3 separate regions of the Zea mays genome follow, and regions 1 and 2 are each linked to region 3. The links are chromatin contacts, called in public Hi-C maps. All regions are on one chromosome and are shown on one strand. The core of a region is the stretch at or near the end of the contact, and the rest is flanking DNA. Distances in the headings are between cores, read along the strand shown. Region 1 holds the start of LOC100191145 (putative thioredoxin superfamily protein). Region 2 holds the start of LOC100193767 (U11/U12 small nuclear ribonucleoprotein 65 kDa protein). Region 3 holds the start of LOC103634592 (myb-related protein 2).

Region 1 (4,570 bases), core at 1,015-3,514, 340 kb after region 3:
TATTCTGTTCTGCGACGGACAGATCCCAACGCTACAGGGGAAATGAAACAAGAGCTACACATCCACTTGATCTACAGAATTCGACGAAATAGCATGTAGACGAATCATCCATACATCTACCACACGATTTCCTCAAGGCAGAGCTCCACAACACCGCTCATTGGTACTGCTAATCCAACCGAGCTAAACTACTGGACGACAGGCGGGCAGGCTTCACATGTAAAAAATCTTAGCCTGCACTCTGCTACCATGGGAAGCTACAACCTGTACACACCAAGAACCGCGGAACTATACAGAACGGAAGCATCTAATCATCCTCATGATAACCTCATATGCATTTCATCTTCCTGACGAGACCAGCCTGACCTCTCCTCGGACCCCAGCCTGACCAAAGGCTTTGGAGCCGCAGGAAGCTTTGCAGGCTCGGGAGCAACGACCTCCCCAGGAGCATCTCCCCTGGGGATCAGTTCTGGTTCCTGCTTCGCGTAGGTGAACTGCAGGTCCTTGTTTGCCGCCAAGGCTAATAACTCAGATTCCTCTAGCCCCCTGGTTGGGCCAAGGCTACATCTATCTGGCTTGTGCTTCGCAAGTGCATCCCTGAACTTCTTAATCTGCATTTGGAAATAACACTCCCGTTAGTCCAGATGGGTGATCACAGCCAACACCCAACAGCAATCCCAAGTATAGCTAAAATTGTATAATAGCCAGGAAATCAATCACACAACATCCAGTTGGGTTCGTGAGGGAAAATGTTTCTATCCTATCAGTTAAGTGTTGCAATATTGCATGAACTGCTAGGGGAAACTTAAAATGGTCATTCTTTGCCAGTTGGATTCAACTTAAAAGGTCATTCTTTGCTTGTTATATTCTGCAAGTATCAGAACAAACCTAACATTTGAGTCCAAAACTAAAGTTGGGTTGTCAACAAGCTCTATCCAAATTCACTAACTTTAAATGGCCATTCTTTTCCATTCAAATTAAAAGGTCATTCTTTGCCTCTCATATTCTGCAAGTATAGGAGCAAAATTAGCCATTTGGGTCCAAAACTGAAGTTGGGTTGCCAACAAGCTCTACCCGGATTCACAACTTTATTAACGAGATTTAGCTCCAAGAGGGTGACTAGTAATGAATATAGATCATTTTGGGTTCGTTGCATGTTATTGAGGAGCTGATCGGATCCGGATCTTACAGTTGCGTTGGTACAACTGAAGCTACAGAGTCGTCCCTGTGCTCCCCTGTAGAATCTGAACAAGGGTAGGACATGGACATGAAGGCTGTGGCACATAGACTTGTGCTCCTCGTAGTTCACTTGCAAGAACAGCACATCTGGATTCTGCTCCGCAAATTGACAAATCTGCACGAAATAGATTCCTTAAAAAAGACACAATCTTCTCGAAAGTTCTCGGATATATGAAGAATATCATGCAACGTGAATTCGTTATACTTTTTCCCCTCACCTTGGGGTGAAAAGCACGGCAGCCGCCGCAGCCAGGAGAGAAGAAGTCGACGACGACGAGCCTGTCGCCGGCGTTGGTCAAAGCATCGACAAGGTCTTGGGCGGACTCGATCTCACGCATGTTGGGCTGCAACCCCTTCTCCCACCACCTCATCGATTTCCCAAGCGCAAGGTTCATGTTCATCTGAGGAACCGAACCAAAAAAAAAACAGATCATATTAGTCTTTATCGTTCCAGTTTATTTTTAATTTTTATAGATGAAAATCCAGTTTCTTTTTTTATTTATAAAATTAAAGCTCCGGAATCAAAGAAAACTCCCCCGGGGTGGTCAAACGGACTAGAAACTGCTAAAAGTAAACCTAAGCAGAAGAAAACTAAAATGATTTTCGGATGGGATAAAAACTAAATTAATCGCAAAACTTCGAAGAAAAAATTAAGATACACGTGAACTACGAAAAAATAGAGAGAGAAAAGCCTGTGATAACTAGCACATCCTGAATATTCACCTGCGTCGGTGACGCGGCCCTGGATCTCCTCGTCCTCAGGGTTAGCCTCCCGCCAGGAAACGCGTTCTTCCTCCAGAAGCCCCCGATCCGCGCCGCTGACGGTGCCATCCGCGCCGCCACGGCACCCCTCCGCCTGGCAAGGAAGCCCGGCGCCGCTCGATTGCCGCATGGAGACACCACGCTCCCCTTCGAGATCGCCTGCGCTGCCGCCATCGCCAAACCGCGCTGGAAGAAGGGATGAAGAGCTCGCGAGGAGAGAGACACAGGGAAGGAGAGAGGAGGAATGGAAGATTGCGGAAGCGGCGAAGGAAAGTAGCTCCTTTTAAAAAGAAGTCCCACGGATAAAGGCAAACCGGATTAGAGGAGCGAAAAATCGCCGCGTCTTTTTTTTCTTATCAGTTTAATTTATTTCTCCTTCCATCTAATTATCTCTCCACCCCTAACGAGAACTACTCACTGTCGTCCGATGCACCTCACAGTCTCCCTTTGTTCGCCACGTGGACTGCAAACTCTGGAAGTTTCTCCCCCGCTCGCTGAAAAAAATTCCGGAATGGATATATATATTCTGGATAAGAATAAGAAACGATTGTGGGGCTCACATGTCACGCGGCCGTGGGGATCGGGAGGCGCGCGTGGTGCACGTAGCTCCGCGGGGACTCGTGGCAGAAATGTAATCTTTTGGTCAAGGATGCGGAGGGCAGTGGGGCACAGTCGCAGAGAGAGATGACACGTGCTCGTCTTGATATACAGCAAAAAAAGAAAGATATTGTTCATGAGATAAAAAATACTTCTACAGATAACTTTTTTTTGTTACAGAATAAAATCTATCAGTACTATTTAAAATCATCACAAAAAGGACTATTTAAATTGTTAGTAGATAACTCAGACTCAAACATACAACTCCAGACTTAACAGCGCTACATTCGGTGACATGTAATCCGTCCTTCAAGCTATGAAGACTTTTATAAAGTTATTTCTACAATATAGAATGCGGTGAGTATGGAAATAATTATTTTAAATCTACAATTTTTATTATTTTGTTATTACTGTAACATTAATATTAAAGAGCTAAAATTTTATCATTGTTTTTATCTTTTTCTAACTATCCGATAATTAAAAAATTTAATTTATTCTATTATTTTATTTTTATTAAAATGCATTTACGCCCTAAATTCATACCTTTTTTGTATATGATCTATATTTACAGCATGTGATCGTACAAACAACTCACATCCAGGTACGATGTAAAATTCTGATATTATTTTCTAAAAATATCTTTTTATTTGAAAAAAATACCTCACTCTTAGTTTTGGCTCTTTGGTTGTGCCAACTTATCTGACATGATAAAAACATATTGCGTGATAGTTGGTGTTGATGGGATTTAAGTGGGTAGATGGTGAATGGTCTATAAAAATTGTTTTCAAAACTTAAAATTATAAATACACTCAAGTTGTTTAAATATGTAGAATTGATTACCTACTCCAGTTCTAATTTACAATATGCTATTTTCTTTAAACCAGCTAGTAGCTTGTGAAAGATATGTATGAAGAAGACAACCTATTCACTAATCAAGATATAAAACTTAAATATTAATTACACAGAGAGTAGATGTACTAACATGATACAAGTGCCAAAGCAAGAGTAGTTTGGAGGGCAAACCACACGGAGCAAAAGATGACACAATATATATCATTGGGGTATGAAGCGTCCTCAATCCTCTGGGACTCAAATGTGATACAATTACTAGTCCCAGGAGGCTAGTAAACACATTTATACATCAGATGATTCCAGATCTGCTTAAACGAGACCAACCTATAAAGGTGGCGAACAACTTTAAGAGTTGGTCCACAACTCGGGACATATCATCAGAGTGGGGCTGAAGCAGCCCGATATACGCAGTGAAGCAAATCAGCGGTCCAACAGCCACAGGCAAGGTTGGGAACAGTCGTAACTCTTATCCGATCTCCTTTTTCTGAAAACAACAAATAAGCAAGGGTGAGTACAAACGTACTCAGCAGCCCACCTTCACCCGCGGAATGGGGAAATCAGATATAATGCATGGAATATGTGGAGCTCAGAATATTTTGCAGAAACAACAATATTTTATGCAGGGTTGTTTTGAAAAACATTTTGTACTTTTGCAAAGCGCATCCTCTCCAAAAGGAGCAGGAAGTTTTTCAGTATTATAACAAAATCCCCTGGACTAAACCATCCAGGTATCTCAGTAGTTTCCCACTGGTTTTCATTCTCAAAAACAGCTACTGGACTTCCCGTCCACCATAGCTCACGGCTCAACCGCCGAACCTTTTAAAAACCACTTTTCTCAAAACCATCTCTTTTTTTGGAAAACAAAACATTAATTGCCATACCATACCAGACTCGTCCATTCCTGTGACACAGACTATTCGAATAGGTTTTCAAACTCTGCGCAGAGGGGTACACTTTACCCACTAGTTCGGCTCTGCGATCCCATGGCCAATGAGACTCGAATCCGACTCTCTTTCTTTCCCCGCACGTCCTAACCTTAACGGTTATCCGTAAGGAGTCAGGCCACCACCATGTCCAAACCGGACAAAACTTTCCCCCTCCTTATCCTCCCGGTGCTCCC
Region 2 (4,440 bases), core at 857-3,356, 410 kb after region 3:
TCTAACTCAGACTCATCACTAGACAAATCTGCTGAATGAAGCTCCCCAGTTGTAGTAGATCCCGGTGGTGGCTGAGGATGAGGGATAACAGGAACTTGCGATGGTAGTGGTGGAGTAGGCAATGCCATCCGAAATGGAGCAGGAAGGTTCATCTTGTTCATTAAATGCAGGACCTGTTTAAAGAAAAATTATCTGATCAAAATGCATCTGCACGTTCTGAATATATATAAAAAAAATAGGCAGAGGCATGCCTTGCGAGTTGTAATAATGGGTGCATAGGGTGGAAATCCTAATAAACCTGGTTGTAGAATCGAGGGACGGCGATCAGGGCATTGACAATATTTGTTAATATGTTTCCATCTGGTGGTGGATATGCATACCTAAAAAATTGTAGGGTGCTCAAATCAAGCTCAAGCCAGTGAGGCATAACAGGATTGCCAAGAGTTGAAAAAGCTTCAGCATAGAATGGCAGTCAAAAGGTGCTTGATTGCAAAACTTTGCAACATAGTAATAGAAGTGAATCAACAAAGTCAGCATACAGTAGCACAGAATTGATGCTAGTTTAATCTTGGTTACTTTCAAATGAACCATGTATACTTTGCACGATAGAGCATCGGCCTTTTAGACTGAGGAATATTGTTTCAAATAAATTCAACTAGTTCACAATTTGACACAGACAACTCAACTCATAAATCTCAACAACCCTAATCCTGTTGAGAGGGAGAAGGGAGCGCGAGAAGAAGATTCATGATTAGCAAAAAAAGAATTATGTGCAGGAAAGTTTTGCCTTAAATTTTGGAGGAACCAAAATTCTTAATAGCAGATGGCAAGTCAATCTCTTAATTACAAAATGAATGTCTGTTGAGAACAGTAATAGAACATTGCAAGACAGAGTGCATTCATGAGAGCTAAGAAACAACTAAGTATCTTCATGCGAGTATCCAAATATAATGAAGTGAAATAATGATGCAGTGAATTAATAACATACTCAAGGTGTGGAGGAAATGGGTAGTCCACACTAAGCTTGGGGGCAATTGGTTCGGCAATCGATGTGTGGTCCTTCTGAGTTTGGGAACTAATACTTGGTACCTGGGACGCCCCATGCCCTAATTGGTCCTGATGCTTCAGGTGAGACTCATTTGCATTTGGACAGTTAGCTCGCTCGACAGTCAACACTTTTCCCAGAAACCTCAACCTGCAAAGCCATCCCTTAGCGAACAAGGCAATGGGGCATTAATCAAGAATACTGAAATAAGAAGACGCGATTAATTTATGCAACTAAGAAAGAGAGTCCAAGCAACAAAAACAGATTGTGTGATTGACGAAGCAAACCTGTTCAAGAGCGAATGTGCGTGATTAGCTGCCGCCTCGTCCCTAAAATCTACAAATGCGCAATTTCTCAACCTGCAATGTACCAACAAAATGGTTTTAGTAACTGAATAAACATAATATACCTCAGCCAGCAGCAGCCAACAGACCAACAAAATGGTTTTATCAACCAAATAACATAGCAGACAATTCGGTATCCATACTTGACCAAATATAAAAGACATATTGAATCTATGACACAATAGGTCATTCCAGCAACACTAAGCAGTTATACTGGATACAAGCACGCGCTACTGTAACTAATTCAACATTTGAAGCACCAATCGAAGCATGATTAAGCAAGCGACAAGATGAGATAAGTACTTTCCACCGGAACAGGGGCGGACGGATGTGGCTCCGTAGTGGGAGAAGAGGCGGGATAGCATCTCTTGCGTGATAGCCTCTGGGAGGTGCCGCACTAGCAGCGTCGCCGCCCCCGCTGGAGCGGGCCCTTGCTGCTGGTCAGAGGCGGATCTATCGATATGGCGAGCCCTCGCGGGCACCATACCTCTCCTCCGGAGAGAACCTCCCGCGGACTACCTCTTTCCCGTGCCTGACAACGCGCGGCTTCTCGGCAGTGGCGGAACCAGCTAGAAATCGAAGCCCGGGCTCTCCAAGGCCCAAGCGGAGGGCAACCAGCCAGCCAGGCACGCGCCGCGGCAGGGGGGCAGAGAGGGAGGGAGGCACTGGGCGTGGGGCGGGAGCCAAGCACACGCGGCGTGCCAGCAGCGCGGACGCGGCGCGGCCAGCAGCAGTGCAGTACAGGGACACGCTGTGTAGGGTTTTCGCTTGGGAGAACACTGAGGCGGACTGGGCCGCTGGGCCACCGAAGCCCGGGACGTGCCTGGGCTGGCCGGGTCTCAGCTCCGTCACTGTTTATCGGGGCTGGGGTTTTCTCGAGAGTGACGGAGGTGGGGAGGTAGACGACGGTGGATGAATCTGCGCAAACCTAGTGGACTCATATCGAAAATAGTTTCCCATGTACACACGATTAATAAAGTTAAAAAATCTAAAAAATTATACATACTATTTCTATTCTATTTTAATTATATACAAAATTAACTTTCAATACGTTATATTTAGTTGTAATAAAAAAGAGAACATGTTTGCCGATTTTCTAATTTAAAATTCAGAAATTTTATCTTTTTTATTACATCTAAAGTATACAGAATTTGAACTTTAAATTTTGTATATAATCGGAGTAAGATAGAAAGATTATGTATGAAGTTTTTTAGAATTTTTAATAAACTTTATTGGTTCATGTACACCTTATGTACATCAAAAACTCATGTGCACTGAATATGTTCTCTACATTCAAAATCATATTTCCTCAGGCAAATCAAATACATCGTCCAAACCCAGATTTTCTCAAGCATATCAAACACATAACAGGTATTGTTAGAACTGCTGCAGCTGCAATCCATAGAGACAAAATATTGTAGAAACAGTAGAAGTCGTTTTGGATTAAAGCCAAGCGAACATCTTGTACATCATTCACTATATCCAGGGCTAGCAATGGATCACAATACAAGTGTTTCTTCATGATTTGTTGATTCCTTAATTAATTTTAGTTAAAAATAAATGGAAATAGATCTCAATCCAAATATTATATGATCTTTAAACTTTATAATGTAAAATTTAGAACTCATTACCACCCTAAGTATATCTTCCTCAAACATAACTGCTTAACAAATACATCATCCAGACATCCATAGATTCAATAAGTCTCAAACATAACAAATAATCCCATCCACATATTCATCCACGCTCAAACACAAAGGAAGAATGATGTAAACAAAATAATACTAGTGCCTTAGTGCAATCTAGACTCATTAAAAACCTTACTAGGTAAAAACTTACACCTCATGAGAAAACATTCAAGATAGCTTTAAGTCCCTTGGTCTCTTTCTCCACCATGTGTTGACTATGCAAATCAGCGAGCTCACAATCTTTTACACAGGACAGGACTTCAAGCATATTAGGAGTTAGTCACCATCGTCAGTCCTCAAGCACCCTGCCAATTAAACTAAAAGTGGACTCTGATGATACAGTGAAAGCAGGCACATTTAGAACATTTTTAGCAAGTATAGATAACACATGATAGGTCAACTAGTGTCGCTGCCACCAGTTTAGAAGATTGAAATCAAAGTCGGATTGGGTGGCGGTATCACTATCATGGTATGAGATAACTCAAATATAGCAGCAACAGTGGATGATACAGATACAGGAGTACCAAGTCTATTAGATAAGAGAGGAATGAAATATTCTCCATAGATGTCATCCCATGCCTCCCTAGCCTTACCTATCCTACCAACACTTATGTTGTTGCACATTCAAGCGCATGCCACCAAATTTTAATTCATATATCTGAAAAATCTTATTTAACATAGAACGAATAGATGTATGATATCTTGATTAGTTAGTTCGAGTTAGTCCATCCAACCTCACAAGAAGTTTATTGACCATCTCATTTTAGTTATACGATCCAATACAAAAAGCAATGCAGTATAGAACAAGTATCTTCCTCCAATGTTTCAAAAACTTTGTTTTCATAGGAACAATATCATCTCTTAGCAGATCATCATTTTCAAAAGCGCTTATATGTCTAGCAATTTTAAGTATATGATGTAGCATTAATGCTGAAGTGGGTAACAAACTCTAGATGATGCAACAGTTGTATCATAAAACAACTCAAGAAATGATAGAACCTTTTTAACAACATCACAGTGGTCTTCTGCCAATAAAAAAGAGTCATCTCTCTGAGCTGGATGGTTAGTTTGGATAAAGACAGAGAAGGTGCTTCGATACGGAACAAATGCTTAAGCATTAAGTAAGTAAAGTTCCACCTAATATCCATATCAACAATGAACTTGTGAGGACGAACTCCAAGACTCAAACAAAAGCTTTAAAATGCAACAATACACTGGTTTGAAACATTTAAGAATGAAATTACAGTTCTAAAATAATACAGATAATGATTTAATCGTTTCAAACAAGATTTAACAATCAGATTAATGATGTGTCAATAATAGCGCTTCTCGGAGAGGGAATTCTCCGGCCGGGTGGCAGAAG
Region 3 (4,908 bases), core at 192-2,691:
ATAGGGATCCCTGGAACAACTTGAGAGAAGACTGGTTTAATCACGAAATGGCAAGGAAACTTTTATTTTCAAAGAAGATGCTACTGCCTTGGACCACTCGTACTAGTTGCTTTTCAAAGAATGCCTGTCAAGCTTTTATTTTGAAAAGGCCCGAGAGGATCTTAATGCAATCCATTATATCTGATTTACCATGTCAATGATTTCATTTCTGAGGTACAACTTACCAGGTGGCACACCTTGCATTTGTGACTCGCAATAGCCATAACAAATGGAATCATGGAAAAAAAATACTAGACTATTCCCTTGTGGAAAAGCTGGACTACAGAACAAATCAACCGGAAGGGACTCTTACAGCACAAAATTGTAGCACCTCACTATGTACTGAAAAAAAACACTCTAGATAAGACAAAGGTAAGCGCCGCCTATTCCATATCACTGGACTTCATGGCAGTTAGCGGTATCAAACATTGACACTGAGCCAGTTTTGCTCGAGTATGGAGGGGAGAATAAACAAGGCTAACCATGTCGGTTCAGATAAGCATGTTTCAAAGCAAAAGCAACATAGAGCAGTGAAGTAAAGGAACTAACCGTCATTTTTAAGCCCCAACTTTCTGCGCCTTATGTAGAACAGATAGTAGCCAAACTCAGAGGACTCCATACAGATGCACAGCCCATCGGATTCGTCTACCCACTTTCCGTTTCCCTGATAGCCGAACAAGTACAAAACTTATATGAGGAGACAAAAGAGAATCATATGCTTATTCCAATATTCCATGCTTTGCTTTTGTGCAGTCCCAAGGAAGGCATCACTAAGGAAATAAGTTCCTTTCACTTTATTTATATGAAGAACTTTTATTGAATTCTTCTTCTAGATGAATCTGGTCAAAAAGAAATTTAAAACTTGCTCTCGTATGGATGATAAAAATTATTCTCCTGTCGTCTATGTGCCATGCTTGTATAACCTGAAGGCATACATTTGCTATTGAATCCATGATTGCTTAACATACAGAATCCTAACCAATGCTGTCCTTTGATTTCATGATACAGGTATGGTGGAGAGTGGAATTAGTGCTGAACATATAAGATATAGTAGGCCTACAAGTGCAAAGGCATTATTACAAACTACATCTCAAAAGTTCTTCCTGAGAACAAGGTTCCCACTTTTATCTGCAAGAAGAATAAACTTAACAAATATGTATGCTTGCAAACCCCTTACTCCTCTTAATATCAACTATATTTGTTAGTGCTGGAATCAGAATACTAATGTGTTTGCAGAATTGACAAATAAAAAGATTGGTGCGCATAGGGTCCACAGGTACCTTAAGGAATAAGGATAATATCTTTATACCTCTTTTCAGTTGCTGCCAGGATTGGTCCAGGCTTGAGTGTTTGTTCTAACGATTCGAAATTCTCTCCTCACTTGTCTTCCTTATAAAACCAGACTCTGCATAACATCTTGGCATGAGTAGCCATAGTTTGTTAGAGCATTCCCCCAAGGAATATAACACCATTGTGTGACGAGCAACCCTTCACCAAAAACTAAGGACTGATAAACTGCAAGAGACCGTTCCTATCAGGATTGTGGAGTCTGCAACCAGATATCAATGCATAACAGAATTGAAGAGGTATGAGATGTAATGTGTGCATGTTATTTGGTTTGCTCAAACAAAGGAGAAAAAAAGAGAGATCTCCTCATGCGTCCTAACATTTGAGACTGCAATGTCTTCATGCCAGATGTATCATCATCAACAACAGCTTCAGAGCCACAGTCATTTCCTGTCTTCTAGGCAGACATTCCCTCCAGAAAGGCACATGCTTCTGCAAGGAGGGAGCATTCCAGCAGAGCCAGGGCTTGTGCTTTCCACTGATGCTAAACCTAGGTTAAAATGGACACCTGAACTACATGAGCGTTTTGTGGAGGCGGTAAACCAACTTGGTGGGCCTGACAGTAAGTACATGTTTAAACCCTATATCTACCCATACAAGCTAACATACGGAACATAACCATCTAAATTATGTAATTTGCAGAAGCTACACCGAAGACAATCATGAGACTCATGGGTGTCCCCGGACTAACACTATACCACCTTAAGAGTCATCTTCAGGTAGACATGGAATTTCTAGTATCGTGTTTTCCCTTGTATGCCTTGTAGCAAGAAACTAATTTGATTTGTCTTTTACTAGAAATACAGGCTAAGCAAAAACATCCATGCCCAAGCTAATGGTGTAAATGCAAAAAATGGTAATCATAGCATTCTCTCGTTACCTAGCAGTTATCGGCCTCCAATTAAGCTTAATACTGAATGCCCTTTCTGCTCTTCAGTGATTGGTTGCACCATGGCAATGGACAAACCACTTGAAGGAAATGGATCACCAGCTAGCCACTTAAACCTTGGAACCCAGACAAACAAGTAAGAGATGAATAAATGTTTTCTTCAACATGTTTGCATAAGATAACATGGATTTGTATTTTTATCAGATCTGTGCACATAGGTGAAGCCCTTCAGATGCAAATTGAAGTACAGCGCCGACTGCATGAGCAACTAGAGGTACAGAAGCATAAAAAATAAATCATATTACTAACTAAATTACCATTTAAACATTCCTTACAAAGACATAACTGATTCATCCCTAGCAGAGTTATTGTGTAAAAGACTGGAGTAGATTGTCTGGACAAATATATAGCAAAATTTATCCCAAACCAGGCTTTAAGTAGATCTAGGACACTCATCAAATGAAGGTTTATTTTGCCATGAAAGTACCTGATGTACAGACATCCAAATAAAGAAAAATTACGTAGCTTCACCATCAGTTGGTAAACTTCAGGGACATGGTCAGATCATATATAATGTTACATGTCAAAAAAATGGCATCCCAATCACCATTCCTTTAAGAAAAAAACATCACTTATAATTGCTCCAATAGTCCAATCAACTCAATTGTTTTAGCCAAGCACTAGTTCCTATATTACCGATAGAGTAAAAAGTCCAAGAGAAAGTATGTAATATATGTAGGGGTGGTAATGGATCACGATCCAAATATTTCTTCACAATTTGTTTGAGCCTTTAATCAATTTTAGTTCAAAGATGAATAAAAATAGAGCCGATCCAATCTGATTTTTAAATTTTATAGTGTAAAATTTAGAGCCTATTGCCACCCCTAAATGTATGCATATCTTTAGCTTTAGAGCATCCACATATTTTGTCCTTCACACAATGAACATCTATAGCTCATTTATCAACAAAAGTATATGCTGGACACCAGCATATGACTTCTAAGAGGCTCACAATGCAAGAGGGCCTAGTCATGGTGGTCTAGGAACATAATCTTGTCATACGTTTAACTGAACACAGTTTTAAAAAGAACAAGTAAAAACTAATGATGCTAAAATAAGTTTAAACAAACTGACCAATTGTAAATCCAGATTTTATTCTTTTCATGTCACAAGCTCTTTACTGTTAATGGTCAAGTACTGATAATGTGATACCTTACACATAAACGACGCCTTTCAACAGGTACAAAGACATTTGCAACTCCGCATTGAAGCACAAGGGAAGTACCTACAATCTGTGCTAGAAAAGGCACAGGAGACACTTTCAAAGCAGAATGCAGGGTCAGTCGGTGTAGAAACCGCGAAGATGCAACTGTCAGAATTAGTCTCAAAAGTATCGACAGAATGCCTCCAGCATGCATTTACAGGCTTTGAGGAGATTGATGGTTCCCAAATTCTACAAGGCCATACCATCCAACTTGGCGATGGGTCAGTTGACAGCTGCTTAACTGCCTGTGACGGCTCACAGAAAGATCAAGATATCCTGTCAATCAGTCTTTCCGCTCACAGAGGAAAGGAGATAGGAGGCATGACCTTTGATATACAAGAGAAAGAAAGAGGAAGAGAGGATTTGTTTCTTGACAAGCTAAGCATGACGCCTCCAGGCCAACTAGACAGGCGTGAGAGAGGAAGTTTTAGTATGACACGGAAGGCAGCAAAACTGGATCTGAACATCAATGATACCACTGATGGGCCACAGAACTGCAAGAAAATTGACTTGAATGGGTTCAACTGGACCTAGGAAGAGTTAGCAAAAGACCTTGCAAATTAAATCTGACTTGATTCATCAAGAGTGACAAGCTTATAAGCTTGAGATTGGCTCCTTCTGCCAAGATAGCAGCAAAGAGAGGAAGTGAAACCGAATGAGTTATTCCAAAGACCAGCAGCATCGACATATCCTCCATGGCAGGACCTGGGTGATCCTCGGAACAGCTGCGCTGTCGGCCCATCACGATTCAGCGAAATAAGTGATGAAATTACAATAAGTAGGGCATGTAGATTGGTAGAGTGTATTTGAGAGAGTCTAGTGTTCTCCTCCGGCTATACCTTATTGTGATTCTGTACACAAGCATATAAATACAACGATTTTTGTCACAAGTGATTGTTGCTGGGATTGGCAAATGCCCAGGAATGTTTTGCCATCAGCTAAGCGTGCCTACACCCTGCTGCCAAATCATGAATCTACAAGACAGCAACTGGTGCACAAAACATAAGGGACGGACGGATGCATATGCATCGTACAAAACACCTGCACCGTGTCCTTGTTGGATTATACATAATGGTTTCAATGTTTCGTTTCATGCGGCTATGAAGCGGGAATGGGACAGATTTACTCCCAACACGCAAATCCAATAAGGTATCACGACCGCTCTTCGATGACAAGGCAGATAAATCGTAAATCAGCTGCTAAGCTGCGAAGGTAAATAAATCGATCGTACCTCCCAACTGATCTAGGTGGCGGCGGCCGTTCGATGAGTGCAGAAGGGGATCTTCTCCTGCTAAACAATCACCGCCGCCGCCGCCGCCTCTTTCCTCACAAAAGCTAAACAACATTTGCTCCAACCAATTTGTCGGTT

What was found. Hi-C and Micro-C count contacts between places; a contact is called where the count stands out from the background.
Region 1: a Hi-C map of ear shows a contact between it and region 3, with 2.0 times the contacts expected there. The contact joins the promoter of LOC100191145 here to the promoter of LOC103634592 in region 3. A contact is called at or near these places in 2 of 25 Hi-C or Micro-C datasets (ear and tassel).
Region 2: a contact with region 3 is called in a Hi-C map of ear, with 2.0 times the contacts expected there. The contact joins the promoter of LOC100193767 here to the promoter of LOC103634592 in region 3. A contact is called at or near these places in 2 of 25 Hi-C or Micro-C datasets (ear and tassel).

The regions. Positions count from the first base shown.
Region 1 is chr1:53,328,972-53,333,541 of Zm-B73-REFERENCE-NAM-5.0, forward strand. LOC100191145 (putative thioredoxin superfamily protein) reads right to left here and starts at 2,265. Exons shown (of 4, transcript NM_001136581.2): 1 at 1,963-2,265; 2 at 1,458-1,640; 3 at 1,190-1,354; 4 at 1-611. The coding sequence starts at 2,175. The coding sequence ends at 318.
Region 2 is chr1:53,402,570-53,407,009 of Zm-B73-REFERENCE-NAM-5.0, forward strand. LOC100193767 (U11/U12 small nuclear ribonucleoprotein 65 kDa protein) reads right to left here and starts at 2,107. Exons shown (of 11, transcript NM_001138853.1): 1 at 1,693-2,107; 2 at 1,333-1,404; 3 at 989-1,195; 4 at 299-380; 5 at 1-173. The coding sequence starts at 1,874.
Region 3 is chr1:52,988,256-52,993,163 of Zm-B73-REFERENCE-NAM-5.0, forward strand. It overlaps LOC103634592 (myb-related protein 2), which reads left to right and starts at 1,442. Exons shown (of 7, transcript XM_008656960.3): 1 at 1,442-1,625; 2 at 1,735-1,948; 3 at 2,029-2,105; 4 at 2,185-2,242; 5 at 2,324-2,411; 6 at 2,480-2,549; 7 at 3,516-4,429. The coding sequence starts at 1,605. The coding sequence ends at 4,073. LOC100276135 (a long non-coding RNA gene) reads right to left here. Exons shown (of 5, transcript XR_002266086.3): 1 at 3,488-4,908; 2 at 2,267-2,391; 3 at 1,349-1,554; 4 at 589-703.